2 separate regions of the Canis lupus genome follow, and region 2 is linked to region 1. The links are chromatin contacts, called in public Hi-C maps. All regions are on one chromosome and are shown on one strand. The core of a region is the stretch at or near the end of the contact, and the rest is flanking DNA. Distances in the headings are between cores, read along the strand shown. Region 1 has its middle 140 kb from the start of TRIM33. Region 2 holds the start of DENND2C (DENN domain-containing protein 2C).

Region 1 (7,527 bases), core at 3,011-5,510:
TCCATAGTGACTGCACCAGTCCCACCAACAGTGCACAAGTGTTCCTTTTTCTCCACATCCTTGCTGGCCCTTGTTGTTTCTTGTGTTTTTGATGTTAGCCATTCTGACAGGTGTGAGGTGATAGCTCTTTGTGGTTTCAATTTGCATTTCCCTGATGGTGAGTGATGATGAGCATCCTAAAAGTGATTTCTTTTCAAATAAAGCACATATTATAATATCTAGGGGCTTGGGGGAGATATTGTCTGGTTTCATGTGTGGATGGGAGTTCTGCAGTGTGCGCCCTTTAGACTGAACCCGGCTCAGCCTGTCTCCTGCGGGCAGTTCACCTGGGCCCTCTTGCACAGGGGTGGCACTCAGGGTCCCTCTCGGGGTAGGCCTGGGAGAGGAGGAGCCGGGCTTGGAGCGAGAAGCAAGCCTGACAGATCCTGGCTGTGTAGTCTCAGACCTGGGTAGCCCCACAAGTCGGAGAGTTCTCACATGTGAGAAACGCAGTGGGCACAGTCTCAGAGGAAGGGCCTGAGGACACACAGAGAGAAAACTGCATAGAAATTCTTCGAGATAAATAAATAAAATCTTTAAAAAAAAAAAAAAAAGAAAGAAATTCTTCGAAAGGAGCAGTGTGAAGAAGAAGAGGCGATAACGACCCCCAGACCGGCCAAAGCCCACGAGCCACTGCATCCCCCCGTCCAGTGCTTACGTCCACCGCTGTCACCACCACACCCAAGAGAAAGGCTGAAGGGGATGCTAAAGGAGATAAAGCCAAGGTGAAGGATGAGCCACAGAGAAGATCTGCAAGGTTATCTGCTAAACCTGCTCCTCCAAAGCCAGAGCTCAAGCCTAAAAAGGCCCCTGCAAAGAAGGGAGAGATGGTACCCAAAGGAAAAAAGGGGAAGCTGATGCTGGCAAGGATGAAAATAACCCTGCAGAAAATGGAGATGCCAAAACAGACCAGGCACAGAAAGCTGGAGGTGCTGGAGATGCTAAGTGAAGTGTGTGCATTTTTGATAACTGTGTACTTCTGGTGACTGTACAGTTTGAAATACTATTTTTTATCAAGTTTTATAAAAACGTAGAATTTTGTTTTACTTTTTTTTTTTTTAAGCTATGTTGTTAGCACATGGAACACTTCGTTGTTGTTTTGGGGGAAGGGCATATGTCACTAATAGAATATCTTCGAAGCTAGATTGATAACAAGGGGAAAAAACACCTTTCCCTTCTAGTTTTGAGAAACTTCCTCTTGGCTCCCAGGAAGAGGGATTCCTTGATGTTCCACATGAGCCACCCTGGTGGTGTGGAAAAACCAAAATTAATTTTTTTATGTCCTCTTCTCCCTCTCTGCCTTCAACATAGACTTGACTTCCTTAACCCCAGAGACCTGTTGGAACCTGACCCCATGAAATGGTTCCCAGTATATCATGCAATCTGGACTTTACAGTGTCACCACTGAGATGGCGTCCCTCAAAAGAGTTCCTTTTTTAGCTTGTGGATCTTCAGGATTGATAATTCTGCTGTTTTCATTTCATTTCCTGAAAGTCAGGGTCGGCTTGTGAAAAGTTGTTAAACAACATGCTAAATGTGAACTGTCAACCCTCACTCTAAACTTTCCCTGTTCAGAGCATCACATGAAGACTTCATTGGGTTTTATAGTGGCTTTCTGATTTTGGTAGTCCTTTGAAGAAGGGAGTTCGAAAGTTGTTGTAAACTGTTAATGATCATCTGCCCATGTCCTGCCTGAAATACCATGATTGTTTATGAAAAGTATCTTTAATAAAGCTGGATACAGTTTGGCTTGGAAAAAAAAAAAAAGAAATTATTTGAGAAACCAGTTCAAAGTTTGGTCTGGTGTAAGCTCAGTGGTGACCTTTCGACCCTGTCGGCTTCCCAGGCTGCCTGGGTCAGGCTGTGAGTCAGGACTCTGATGCGAGCCTGCAGACCACCGAGTCTGGAGAGCTGGAGGGTTTGGGCCTTGCATCTGACAAACTTCCCAGGGGACGTGGAACATGCCTGGGGGCTGAGGTTTCTGCCCCAAGGAGGAGGACACCCTTTGCCAGGGAGGCTAACGGTGTGAGGCAAGAGGTTGTTGGAGCGTGTCAGCACCTGCTGCCACAGGATAGCAGAGCCCCGGGGCCAAGGGCGGCCGACTGCCCCTTTCTCTGCACCGTAGCAGCTCAGGAAAACTGGCCTCCAGGCAAATCCCCAGCTGACCAGGCTCCCAACCGAGATCAGTTTGTCCTGACTCACCCTGGTGGGGACACTCAGTGCTTGGCCCACCTGATGGCCTAGGGGCCCTAGAACTTTCCCCTCAGGAGCCCCTGGGAACTGTGCCTAGGACTTCACAGCCTGAGGACTGGCCGCTCTGCCCCAGGCGCCCCAGGGGCCAATTGTCCTCCTCGACATCCACCTTCCTCTTGACTCTTCAAGGTGACATATGCTAAGTATGGATGTGAGGACACGAGGACAAGCTTCAGGACAAAAAGAACCAAAGCAGCTTTGACAGAGCACTTGGGAAGCTGGGAGGGGAGCCATCTGAGGGGCTACTGTGGACGCACTGAGTTAGGACAGCACATTAGAGCTTGGCAGAAAAAAATAAATGAGCCAAGTGTTTGGAAAGCCACTTGATTTCAGTCTTTGAACCACCCTCACATATTCCAGCAAAATGCAAATCGTGTTGGTTCCTGGAGTAGGTGAGCTTTCCTTTACCTGGGAGTCTATTGTACAGTCAGGCTTCCTGGTCACTCTGTGGTCTTCTCTCTTCCTCGTGTGAAAAGACAATTTTGTAATTAATCTTATCACTACAATGGGCTCCATCTTTCATATTTTAAAGTTCTCAGGTGTGGCACCAGAGAAGAAATAAGACAAAGGAAACTGGGGGCTGCTTCATGGTAAATGTGGATCAAATCCTCTCAGCCCTGTGAGGTGTGAGGTCCATGTCTTGAAGGGCAGTGGTGGGGACGTGGAGGAAGCATCTTGGACATGTTGCCTATGGCTGCTGCTATGCATGCATGGCTCTGACCATTGGATAGTTAGCTCTTGCCAGTAATCATCAGTCACTCCGTTTTGGGCTTGGAGAATCTGGCTCCTGAGAAAGGGTTTGCTGGCTGTGAGGGGTGAGGAAGGAGATGCAGCTTGGGGTGGGCTTGGGTGAGAAACCCAGGGTTGACTCATACATGGAAATATCAACATTCAGTTTACCCCAAAACAACCCATCACATTTTCACCTCAATGGTGGGCTTTGGCTTTCCAAACAATCACCATCCAGGAAAGTTAGAGCTGTGTGGGGCCCTCTCAGAGACTTTACAGCCAGGGCGCCTCCTCAGCAGAGGACTCAGGAACAGTACGGGTTGTTGTGGTGCCTAGGGCCACGCAGGCGGTAAAGGATGGGACCCAGAACCTTCGTCCGCAGACACAAGTCTCAAGAGCTTGCCAGCCTGCGGCCTCCTTTCTACACCTGCTCTGGCCCAGCTGTTGTGGGGAGCGGGGGGAGGTCAAAAAAAGGAAGTGCTAAAGTTGGGCTGTTACGCATTAGGCAAAGGGGTAAGCAAAGAATTTGGGGAGGTGAGAAGAACCAGGAAAAGAACAGAGAGCCCACATGCAGGTGTGGTTGCCAGCTGAGTGTACCTTTCCAATAAGAGTAACAATGACCTCTGTAGACCTGTTGGTTCATCTTTATTATTTTTAAAAAGATTTATTTATTTATTTTGGGGGGGAGGGGCAGAGGGAATGAGAGAGAGAGAGAGAGAGACCTCAGCGGACTGTGTTGAGGGCAGAGCCTGACACAGGCTGGGTCTCACTGGCCTGCCATCACAACCTGAGTGGAAACCGAGTCAGGGGCCTGACCAACTGAGTCACCCAGGTGCCCTGGTTCATCTTTAAAGAGGGAAAGGGAAGGTTTTTGTAAAGTCTAAATGAGAGGTTTCTGAAGATCACTTCAAAAGCTTAGAAGAGTATTCAAATACAAGCTATTATTGATTAAAATTCTGCATAGATCTGAGAGGTAATAGTTTAGGCTCCCCAAAGGTAGTCTCTTATCAGCAGCAGCCAAGATACGATTATTCTGTGCCCATAAACCTTCCAGGAAAGGGGCCATTACTAATACAGGATTGTTGTTATTATTATTTTATTATTTTTGGGGGGAGGGGCTGCAACAGAGGAAGTAAAATGCTTTCAGTGAGGTCTCTCTCTCTCTCTCTGTCTCCCTCTCTCTCTCTCCCTCCCTCTTGCCCCTCCCTCCCAAAATAAAAAAAATCCTTGGGCTGCATATAAACGTGTGATCTTGAGGCCCCGCGTGGACCCCGCCGCGGCCCTCTGCACCCGCGCCCCTCGGGCAGCCCTGAAGGCGGCCTCCCTCTTCCGAGGAGCGCTGGCGCCCTCTGGTGGACACAGCCCGACACGGCGGCGCCGCACAGGCGCGATGGCGCGAGAGGCCGCTAGGGGCGCTGCGCACCGCGGAGGGAAGCGCGGGGCGCCCAGACGTTGGGACAGATGAAAGACAGAACCTGTTCTTTCCGCCTGTTGCATTTTAGAATGGAGCCCAGAGGTTTTACAAATACAGGACAATCTTATTGGTTGACTCCGAATGATTTAGAGCATGCAATAATTACGAATTATCAAGGCAGAAGCTTCTCTGTTTCCCAAGTAGCAAAAGCATTGGCTAAACAAATCCAGTCTGTTGTTCCTTCACACTCCGGGGTGCTTCTCAGGTCTTCAAGCTGACCTAAGGGGTCACTCCTTCCAGCTGCCAGAGTGGGCTAACTTCTCAGGCACTCAGGCAGAGAAATGAAAAGAAGGCGGTTGATTTCCAAATTAAACCAGATTGAAAAGAAAAAAAAAAAACAGATTGAAATTCACATTAAGCCACACTATTAATCACAAAAGGGCTTTCATTTGTTGAGTGTCTACTATACACCAGGCACTTTTTTTTTTTAAGATTTTATTTCTTTATTTGAGAGCCAAAGAGAGCAAGCACATGAGGGAGGAAGAGAGAAGCAGAAGGAAAAGTAGGCTCCCACTGAGCAAGGAGCTTGATGTGGGACTCGATCCCAGGACCCTGGGATTCATGACCTGAGCCGAAGGCAGACATTTAACCAACTGAGCCACTCAGGTAGCCCTCACCAGGCACTTTAAATTTAATATTTCTAATCCTTACATCAGCATAGCAGGTTAAGCTTTATTTTCACAAGAAAGCAGAGAATCAGAGAGGTTAAGTGACTTGTCAACAGCCACACAGCTCTGGGTATCAACTGAGATAGGCAGGTGATGATGTGGCAAAATCAGCAGCCTCCACATTCCAGGGGCCTTGTGAAGCCAGCGACAGTCTAATCCCTACAAACACACCAAGTTCATCAGTTCCCCCTACATCATGTTCGATCTGAGTCTGGACTGATCGGCTGTCAGCCTAGAGGCACTGCTGGGTGCTGGGGCAGAGGCCAGAGAGCTTACAGCCCTGGGTGGAGTAAGAACTGCTCAGTGTTCCCCACCCCAACAAGTGGCTCACCCCTGTGCAGCTGCTTAGGCATCAGAGGCAGGAGATGCTGGGGGCCAGCACTACAGTCAGGGTGTCTGATGTGCTGGTGCCTCCCTCCCAGCTTCTGGGTCTCATTGGCTTTCCCCTCTCCCTCCCCGGCTTCCTTCCTCAGTCCCTGTGCTGCTGCATCGCAAAGCTGCTCACAGTACATTCGTGGAATAGCCAAGAAATAATGCATATTCTTGTGGATTCAATTCATTCTCAACATTGCAAGTGAAACTGACCGTGGGTGAGAGTATGTACACTTGATGACATTTGTCACTGGCTCTCAGTTAATAGAAGAATACGTCTGCTTGACCTACTTAAAAAATTTGATGAGAGAAAACCCGTCGCAAGTCAGTTGCAGACTCAATGGTTGGAAGACTCCATGGATCAGAAGCTGATGACAGTTCAACTTTATGATGTAAAATTTAAGTGTCAAGGGATCATTGCCAACAAAAATAATTTCAGGAATGTAAAAAATGAAAAATGGGAAAAATTGGAAACTGTTTCCCAGTGCAAGAGGGAACATACATTAAGAAATTAAATTGCATTAAAGGAGTTTGCTCGGAAAAATGCTGGCTCAGTGAAAATCCGTCTGAGCTTCCATCTTCTGTGACCCCCATGTCCATGTCAATGACCCTTTCTGGCTTTCTGCCCCCAGTGGCTTCTGCAGATGTCACTGACTCTCTTTGTGCCTTATTTACACGAGCGACCACTCTGGTTCCAAATATTGACCTTGGAACTCCAGTTCTCTGTACACAATCTCTTCATTGTCCACCTGTTCCGTTCTCTATCCCTTCCCTTTTAGAGGTCATTTTGTGTTCCTCCCTACCACATTTCTGTTCTTCTCTCCCTGGGCTGTTTCCAACCATCTTGGGTATTCTGTGCTGATGGCTACAAAATTGATATCCTTAACTGTTCTGAACTTCAAATAACAGCAACGACAAAAAGACTGATTACCTTAAGCAGGAAAAGGAATTTATTGGAAAGATAATAGGTTTCTTGAGAGCTGACAGGAGAGCTGGAGAGACCAGGCACAGGACCTGAGCAATAGGGAGGGAGAGCAGAGAAGGCAGGACCTGTGCCAGGGTCACACCACAGGGTTGCATGAGGGACTTCAAACTGCCCGGCTTCTTCATGTCACTTGCCCAAGACTTGGGCTTCCTCTAGGCCACCTGCACCTGCCTGGGCTGCCAGCGTGAGGGGAGAGCCGGGATCTGGGCTTGGTGGCAGGGGGGCCCCTCTCACCACGATTTACACAGTGGCAGATTCTGTAAACACAGGAAGTGGGTTCAGGGCTATTGAGCCCACAGAGCCTAAAATATTTACCAGATGGCCTTTTATGTAAAATGAGTGCCAGGCCCTGATTTAGAGGTTGAATGGTCACAGACTTGAAGGTCGACCGGTCACAAGATTTTTCAGGCCAGGCTTGTGTTATCTTTGGTGTTCTGTTTGCTTCTGGGGTTCCAGGTGCTAGTACCAACGGCCAAATGTCTTATCCAGATACAGAGTTTAAACCTGAAGACTCCGGCCACTTGCTTATGGACCTTTGCGCTGAATTCACTCCTCATCCCACACCAATTATCTCAAGACCATCGGAAACTACCAGCTTAGAGGGGGAGTCAAAGCCCTTAATCCGTTCTGGGCCACTGGAGTGGTTCTTTGGTCTTGGAGAGAGATCTGAAAACAAAACACTGGAGAAGGATTAGGGCCATACCACGGACTTACTTCCTGCTACAAGGCTATCTCCTAATTTATAAATGCTTCAGTTCAGTGGCTAGAATCAGTTAATTTAGCTTTTTTGACCCACAAAAGCACCGCTTTCTTGGGTTCTGAGGCAGCTTGGATGACGTGCTGTAGGCAGAGAGAGCAACGTGTTCAACAGAGCTCTTCTCCCTTCCCACCACCATTGGGAACCCGTCAGGTTTCCCTGAGGTTATTCTGGAAGGGGCCAAGAGTACCCCACACATACCAATATTCTGACTTTTTCCTCAATTATTTCCTCCAGAGCAGTAGGTTGG
Region 2 (7,527 bases), core at 1,441-3,940, 280 kb before region 1:
AAGGCCCTATGGGAAATGATATCCGGAAGACAAATGTTGCCCAAATCCGCATGGCCTATCGCTATGAAACCTGGTGTTATGAACTTAATTTAATTGCTGAAGGCCTTAAATCGGGAGAATAAAATAAATAAACCAAGTAATAATGTGGGTGAGATTTTCTTTAGAGACTATGAATAGTAACAGTTACCAGTTATTGAATCCTTACTATAAACCAATGATTGTACTAGATATTATTCCACTGACATTATTTCATTTAATCATTTTCACTTTATGAAGTAGATAATATTATCCTCATTTGGGGGAAGATGAGTAAACTGAGGTTAATGAAGTTAATAACCTGCACAGGGACACATCCATTGAGTGATAGCAATGGAGACATGGGTTTGGTTGCCTCCAGAGTCTCCATGACTTTCAGGCAAAACATTTGCTGGTATTTTTGCCTCATCTTAAAAACTATAAATAACTATGGAGGTGGGGCAAAAGATTGAGCAAGTGACTTTGGGAGAATGTAGGCTTTTGGTTTATAGAATGAAATGTGCTTAAGGCACTTAGGCCATTGAAAAGTCCTTCTGATAGGATGCAACAGGAGACTGGCATTCTTAGACAAACACAGGTGTTGCTCAATATAGAAAAATCTGTACTTAGGGAGAATTTATCTTACAAAAAGGATTCTTAGTTGTAAGGATATAATTGGCAATAAAGTTATAGTCATCTGTTCTTGTAGGTTCTAAATAACTTCACTTACCAAAATAAGACGTACACATAACTTTTTAGAAACCTGCCTGTTTACTCAAGGCCAGGTAGAATTCCAATTAGCTAGACTATACTTCTACACATACAACTGTGTTGCCATCTAGTGGCTGGGCTGATAGTAATTATTAAAGAACTACTGATTGAACAGCTCAAGTATCAGGTACAATTTACACAACAAAGGTATCAAGAATAAGATTTCATTTCTACTCTCAAGTTGTTCACAGTGTGAAGTGGTAGGATGGGTGGATACAAATGTGAAAAAGAAGATTTTAAAACATCTCAGTGGGTAAAGACTTTTCAAATGGAAAAAAAAATTAAAGGCAAATTCCTGCTTGTTTCCACATTCTATACAAGTAACCCTAAGCATGGGTGTGATCCTGACTGCGTGTTTATACTAGTCCTAGTGTAAGAATCCTCTCTCTGGTTTCTGAAGTTGAACTCTGTTTACTGAGTATTTAAGTCCCTTAGAGAACCTGATTTGATTTTACCTTGTCCTCTATGTCATCAAAGTAATACAGATTGCTAAGACTTAAAAGGCATTCTATTCTCAGACTTAAAAGGCATTCTCAGACTTAAAAGGCATTAACTACTGTCAGTTATATCTCCATCTTACCCATGAGGGGGCAGTAGAATACATACATCTTAATTCTTTTATTACAGCCATAGAACCTAGGCCAGATTTGATTTTATATTTGGGTACTTGGAATTCATTTGGCCTCATTTTGCCAAATAATTTTCCTGAATGCAAAGTCTGAACTCTGAAATCAATTTGAATTTTGAAATAAGTTTTAAAATCACACCATTCTAGTTTAAAAGTTCATCTTGAGCAACTGTTTGGGAAGTTTTCTAAATATAGGAAGATTTGGGGAGGCTGAGGGGGGTAGTCCATGAAGATCATTGTTCAGAATTTACTACAAACAATATTGACATTCATTTCCTCATCAAGACACGATTTTTTAAATGTCTTGTCAATACTTTTTTTTTTTTTTCTCTCCCATCATAGAAGGCAATTCCTGTTTCATTGTCCACAGCTCATAGTTTCACAATGGTGTGGGGCATGCGGCTTTTACTGCTTTGGCTAAGTTGGCTTGTGACAGTCATCTGTGATGTGTAACTAAACACCTCTCTTCCTGGCAGGCAGTCTTCTATTTTGGTACCTCTCTGTGAACAGATGTAGGAAGATTTTGGTCATCAGACCCTAGAGACTCTGGTGGGGTGCGGTGGGGTGGGGTGGGGTGAGGTGGAATGGGGCGGGACGAGGTGGGGTGGGGTGGTTACCGAGTGCCTGGGAAACAGGCTCAACGCATCCGGACTCGCAGCCTCAGTGAAACTGGGCTGCCGCTCGCGGTGGGCACCGCGCCATGCACATACCTGAGCAAGAGCGTGTAGGAGGCGTAGTGCCTAGGCGTGTGTATCGCAACAGGGCGTGGGGGCCGACCTCAGGCACTGGGAGTATCAAAGGCCTCCCAGTGCTGGGGCTTCAAACCTCAGGCGTTCGGAGCGTTATTTGCATCTACTTTCCAAGGTGGCACTGGACTGCAACTGCGGTGGCAGGAGAGAGTTTTATGGTTTCCTTGAACGAGGTGCCATTTGGATTCCTCGATCAACTAGGTGGCTGTGGAGCGTCAGCTTTCATGTGAAGTTCAGGTCCATCGCCGTGGGGCTAGTAGGGCCGCAGGCACGGCGACCCCATGGGGCTCTGGCTTGAGGCCTCTGCCTGCGGCGGGGCGGCGGGGCGGCGGGGGCGTCCGGGGGCGTCCGGGGTCCGGGGCACGGTTCCGGCTCCGCGCGGGCTCGCACGGGGAGGTCCGCCTCTCGACGGTTCCCGGGCGGTGCCGGGGGCGGGCCGAGGCGTGGGGGCGCAGAGAGGAGCCAATAAGAGCCGGGGTGGGCCGGGCGGGGGCGGGGCCTCGGCGGGGCCTGCGGGGGCGGGACGGAGCCGACCGCGAGTGCGAGCGCGGGGACCTGGCGCCTCGGCGGAGGGACGGGAGCTGCGCGGCGCGGCCGCGGGGGCGGCGTGGACGCCGAGGGCAGGTAGGCGCGGGGCGGCGCGGGGCGGCGCGGGGCGGGCTCTGCTGCGGCCGGGGGCCTCGCTCCCTCGCGGCGGTGGGGGTCGCTCACCGGGCGTCGGGCGTCGGGCGCGCGGAGGGGTCGGCGCCGAGGTGTGGGGTCTGGGCTCCCCTGGCCCCGGGGGACCGCGACGACGGGCCCCGGGAGCCCTGCGGGCGGGCCGCGGCGGCTGTGGCGGAGCCCGCGGGGCGTCTCGGCGCCGCTCACCCACGTCGGGGGCCGGGAGTGCGCTGCGGGGCGGGGGCGCCCTCCACCAGGAGCCGCGCTGGGAGCCTGAGCGTCCGCGGGCTGAGGCGGTGCACTTTTACGCGTTTCTTGCTTTTTTCTGAGTTTTGATTCTTAACAGAATCTGACGAGCACAGCATGGAAAGTCGGTAGAATTTTGATCTTACAATCGGACAATGGAAACTCCAAGAACTTTTGAGTAACTGGGATCGCGGATGGTGATTCGATGAGTCAGGGGCCGGAGTGGCGGCCAGGACCACAGAACAGATGCGATACCTCGGGCGGGTCGGCTTTTCTGGGCCTCTTTTCCTCAACTGGAAATCTGGGATGCTCACGCCCAGGGGTGTTCTGAGGGTCAAAGGAGATAAATGAGAGCAATCCGTAAATAAATGTTAGGTTTTGTCATTTGTGCACCGGCAGCAGGCATATTCTGTAAAGCAACTACTAAATGCCGGGCGCACGGTGGGCACTCTGTAAACCTTTATCCCAAAGCTAGTGTTTCACCTCCGGTGTTTTAGATAAAGCCCAAAATCTCTGTTACTGAGTAAATAAATTGTTTAACCCCCCCCCCCCCCCATCACCATTGTTTGGAGTGTGGTCCATTTTTAACTGATCAATGAACTTTTCTAGAATGGCACATATTATCCACGCACTGTTACTGAATTATTTATCCTTAAGTTCGGTACCAAATAATCTTTTTTTTTTTTTTAAGATTTTTAATTTATTTATTTATGAGAGACACACACACACACACAGAGACAGAGACACAGAGGGAGAAGCAGGCTCCATGCAGGGAACCCGACGTGGGACTCAATCCCAGGTCTCCAGGATCAGGCCCTGGGCTGAAGGCGGTGCTAAACTGCTGAGCCACCCAGGAATCCCCTCAAATAATCTTTTTTGCTTTAAGTAATTATACTTTGTTACCTAGTAAAGTAAGCTGGGAGTATTGCTTCAAATCAAGACTTTCATAAGATTTTAGTCCTTCAAAACAAAATTAATGTGTAGCTCTTTTTTTTTTTTTTTTGGTACAATCTTTATTATAGATATTTGCTTTCTTTTCCTTGGGTATGAAGGAGTGAGGGGTTTTAGGGAGAAAGTGGAAATAAAAAAGGGAATAGCAGTTTGTAACCAGCAGACATTTACTGGGGATACTTGTAGGTGTGTTCTGAAGTAGTTTCCCAGGCAGAAACCAGGAAATGTAGTAATTGTGTCTGGTGGCCTTTCGTTAGCGTTTTTATGTTGACGGTGGCAATAGATTTCTTAAGATGCAGATCTAAAGGAACAGTGTTAGTGTTTTTGATGTGACAATAATAGAATTTTCTAAACCTGGGAATTGCATTTTAAATGATCTATAACATGTCTTCTAGACAAGAATTTTAGACCATTGGATAGATACCATTGGTTAAGAGCAAATCAGATGGTGTAGAGGGAAAGTTCCTAGTGAATATAATTTTTGTGTTGTCTTAAAAGCTTTACGTTTCAGCAGTTCAGTGGAAGATGAGTGTTTTGAAACTACTTAAAACATCATTTTAAATATGTACTCCATATATAAATTTTGCTGTAATTTAAATTTGCCGCTCTTGGAGGTCTGAAGCCTTTATGGTCACATTGTTTATTGAGCATCTGTTATATTCGAAGGCACAGTTTTAGCGCTTCCCTAGTATTCCTGTATGAGCAGAATACAATTCCTTCCTTCTAGGACATTAACACTACCAAGTGGGCTAAAATAAGTAGCAAGAAAACTGTTTTTAAAACTGATGATTACACCAGTCAGTATTTATTGGGACCTACTCTGAGCCAGGCAGTATTCTAAATTCTCTACATGGATTAGCTTATTTAATCCTTACAACAGCACCATGAGAGGTGTCATTATTTTGGTGTCCTCATTGAGAGACATGAGGTTGAGTAACACCCCTATCAAACAGCCTAGGCAGCAGAGCTAGTATTCAGACCAGTTAGACTCCAGAAGTCCTAATCCAAACTTTTGCATTATACTGAATTTCAAGTTCTGTGAGTGAAATACTGATAAAATCCAATGTGTATTTAAAAGAGAGTTCTAGAAATAACTTCTTCACAAAGGAGAGAAAGAGACATAGAAAGAAACTGGTGTTGGGGATCCCTGGGTGGCTCAGCAGTTTAGCGCCTGCCTTTGGCCCAGGGCATGATCCTGGAGTCCCAGAATCAAGTCCCAGGATCCAGTCCCAGGATCCAGTCCCAGGTCAGGCTCCCTGCATGGAGCCTGCTTTTTCCCTCTGCCTGCGTCTCTGCCTCTCTTTCTCTTTCTCTCTGTCTCTCATGAATAAATAAATAAATAGAATCTTAAAAAGAAAAAAAGAAAGAAACTGGTGTTACAAGATGTGGATGGAGGTTTGTCCAAGCCACAATTTAATTATATTTTGTATAGAAGACTATTACCCCACCCCCACCCCCACCACCCATGAATGACTTGGGATTCTTTCTGTTTCTAAACTTGCAGTCACAGTGCTCCTGGGTGGCTCGATGGTTAAGTGTCTGCCCTTTGGCTCAGGTCATGATCCCAGGGTCCTGGGATCGAGTCCCCTATCAGGTTCCCTGCTTTGTGGGGAACCTGTTTCTCCTTTTCCTCTCTTCTTGTGCTCTATCTCTGTGTCTCTCTCTCAAATAAAATCTTAAAAAAAAAAAAAAAAAAACCTCAGTCACTCATACTACAATTATGGCATTATCTTATCAATAGAAGAAGTGATTATTTTTCAACAAGAAGTTTAAAATGTCTGTTCTCAGACCATAGGTTAAATGTTAGATTCAAGAAAAGACGCTTCCCTGCCTTCAAGAAGCTTATAACCAGACATGTAAAGGAGTCCCTGCAATTTTAGTGTGCTGAGTTATATAGAGATAGCATTTAGTGGGAACAATGATGAGGGAAAATAATTCTATATATGATAAGGAGGAAGATTAGAGAGAAGATACCATAATTGAATTTGGCTTTGAAGGGTGAATAAGAGTTAACTGAGTCAGGGAAGGGAGCAGAAGATATGGATGATGTGAAAGTATATGGCATTTGTGAGGAATATGTTGTAGTTTATTGACTAAAGGTCAGAGTTTATGGAGGTGAGAAGCTGGGCTAGAGGGCATGGTGCCTGGAAATAACCTAGAAAAAGAAATATGCTGAGCTTGCTTGCTAACTGGGTTAGGATCACTGAAATTGCTAGAAATGAGGTAAGCATTGGGGTTTTGGTGCCTCTCATTTGGAATAATGAAGATTTGTCCAGTTTGGCAAAATCTCTCACTATAGAATGTGTTAAAGGTGGTTTTAAAACTTTAAAATAGGGGCAGCCCGGGTGGCTCAGCGGTTTAGCGCCGCCTTCAGCCCAGGGCCTGATTCTGGAGACCTGGGATTGAGTCCCACGTCAGGCTCCATACAGGGAGCCTCTGCCTTCGCCCCCCCCCCCCCCCCCCCCCGTCTCTCATGAATAAATAAATAAAATATTTAAAAAAGAGAGAGAGAGAGAGAGAGAGAAAAGTCTGCTGGTGCCACAGAGTAAAAAGCTTGTGTTTCATGCTGGGAACTTTGGACTTGATTCTAAAGACAATAGAGAGCCAGGGAAGGATTTGAGGTAATGAAGACAGATAACATGGTGGGGTATGGATGGAGGCTGGACTGGATGGAGACAAGCAAAAGGTAGAGAGATAAGTTAGGAGGCTAATGGTATTGAAATGGTCCAGATAAGAGAGGATAAATAAGGGCCTGGAGCGGAAAAATCCTCATAGAGGTGAAGAGGAGAGGACAGGATGATCAAGATACAGAATTGACTCTGCTTAAAAAGTGATTGGCTTTGGAGGTGAACAGAAAAGTAAATGACTTCGTTTCTTGGCTTGGGAAACTGGATAGAGGAACTTGTTTTATTTTTTTTCTTGTGGGAGGAAGAGCACTGTTTCAGTTTTGAACATGCTGAGTTTGAAGTGCCTCTGGACACTTAAGGTAGAAATGTCAGGGGGGATCAAGAGCCTTGGAGGAGGCTGAGATTAGTGATGCAAATTTCAGAGTTAACCAGTAAAGTGGTCATTGAAACCTTAAGAGCAGATGAAATTGCTCAGGGAAAGCATATGGAATTAGAAATGAAGAGGGCCAGGGATAAATGGTTTGCTTTGTTTGAGTGAAAAGAATTATTGATTGATTTATTGATGCTAATTTTGTCTTCTAAATTGTGATTATAAATCAATAATATGGGTTTTAATTGAAGGATTAAGCAGCAATTTTTACAACCCAATGAATCCTGTTCTTTTAAAACTTTATTTGGGGGTCATGCCTGGCTGGTTTGGGATTTTGAGTTCGGGCCCCATGTTGGGTATAGAGATTACTTCAAAATAAAATATAAAAGTAAATAAAAAATAAACTACATAAAATAATATTTTATTTGGGAGTCACTCATTAATTCCAAAAGCATATTGCCTGAAGTATTATCAGAGTTCCTCTTTGTAAAAATAACACAACTTTACAGC

Evidence for each region. Hi-C and Micro-C count contacts between places; a contact is called where the count stands out from the background.
Region 2: a Hi-C map of blood shows a contact between it and region 1, with 2.6 times the contacts expected there. The contact joins the promoter of DENND2C here to the enhancer-like site in region 1. A contact is called at or near these places in 2 of 9 Hi-C or Micro-C datasets (amygdala and blood).

What each region holds. Positions count from the first base shown.
Region 1 is chr17:52,616,149-52,623,675 of UU_Cfam_GSD_1.0, reverse strand. No RefSeq gene overlaps it. Among named protein-coding and RNA genes, the nearest start is that of TRIM33, 140 kb to the left of the region's middle. Within about 2 kb of position 4,260, at least 4 of the 20 cell types and tissues checked have an H3K27ac peak or open chromatin away from gene starts, as enhancers often do. A contact at or near this core is called in blood, where this site is marked.
Region 2 is chr17:52,897,003-52,904,529 of UU_Cfam_GSD_1.0, reverse strand. DENND2C (DENN domain-containing protein 2C) reads left to right here and starts at 2,690. Exons shown (of 17, transcript XM_038561835.1): 1 at 2,690-2,787. It overlaps LOC106559931 (a long non-coding RNA gene), which reads right to left and starts at 2,520. Exons shown (of 2, transcript XR_005372610.1): 1 at 2,125-2,520; 2 at 248-1,914. AMPD1 (AMP deaminase 1) reads left to right here. Exons shown (of 17, transcript XM_038561841.1): 17 at 1-143. The coding sequence ends at 122.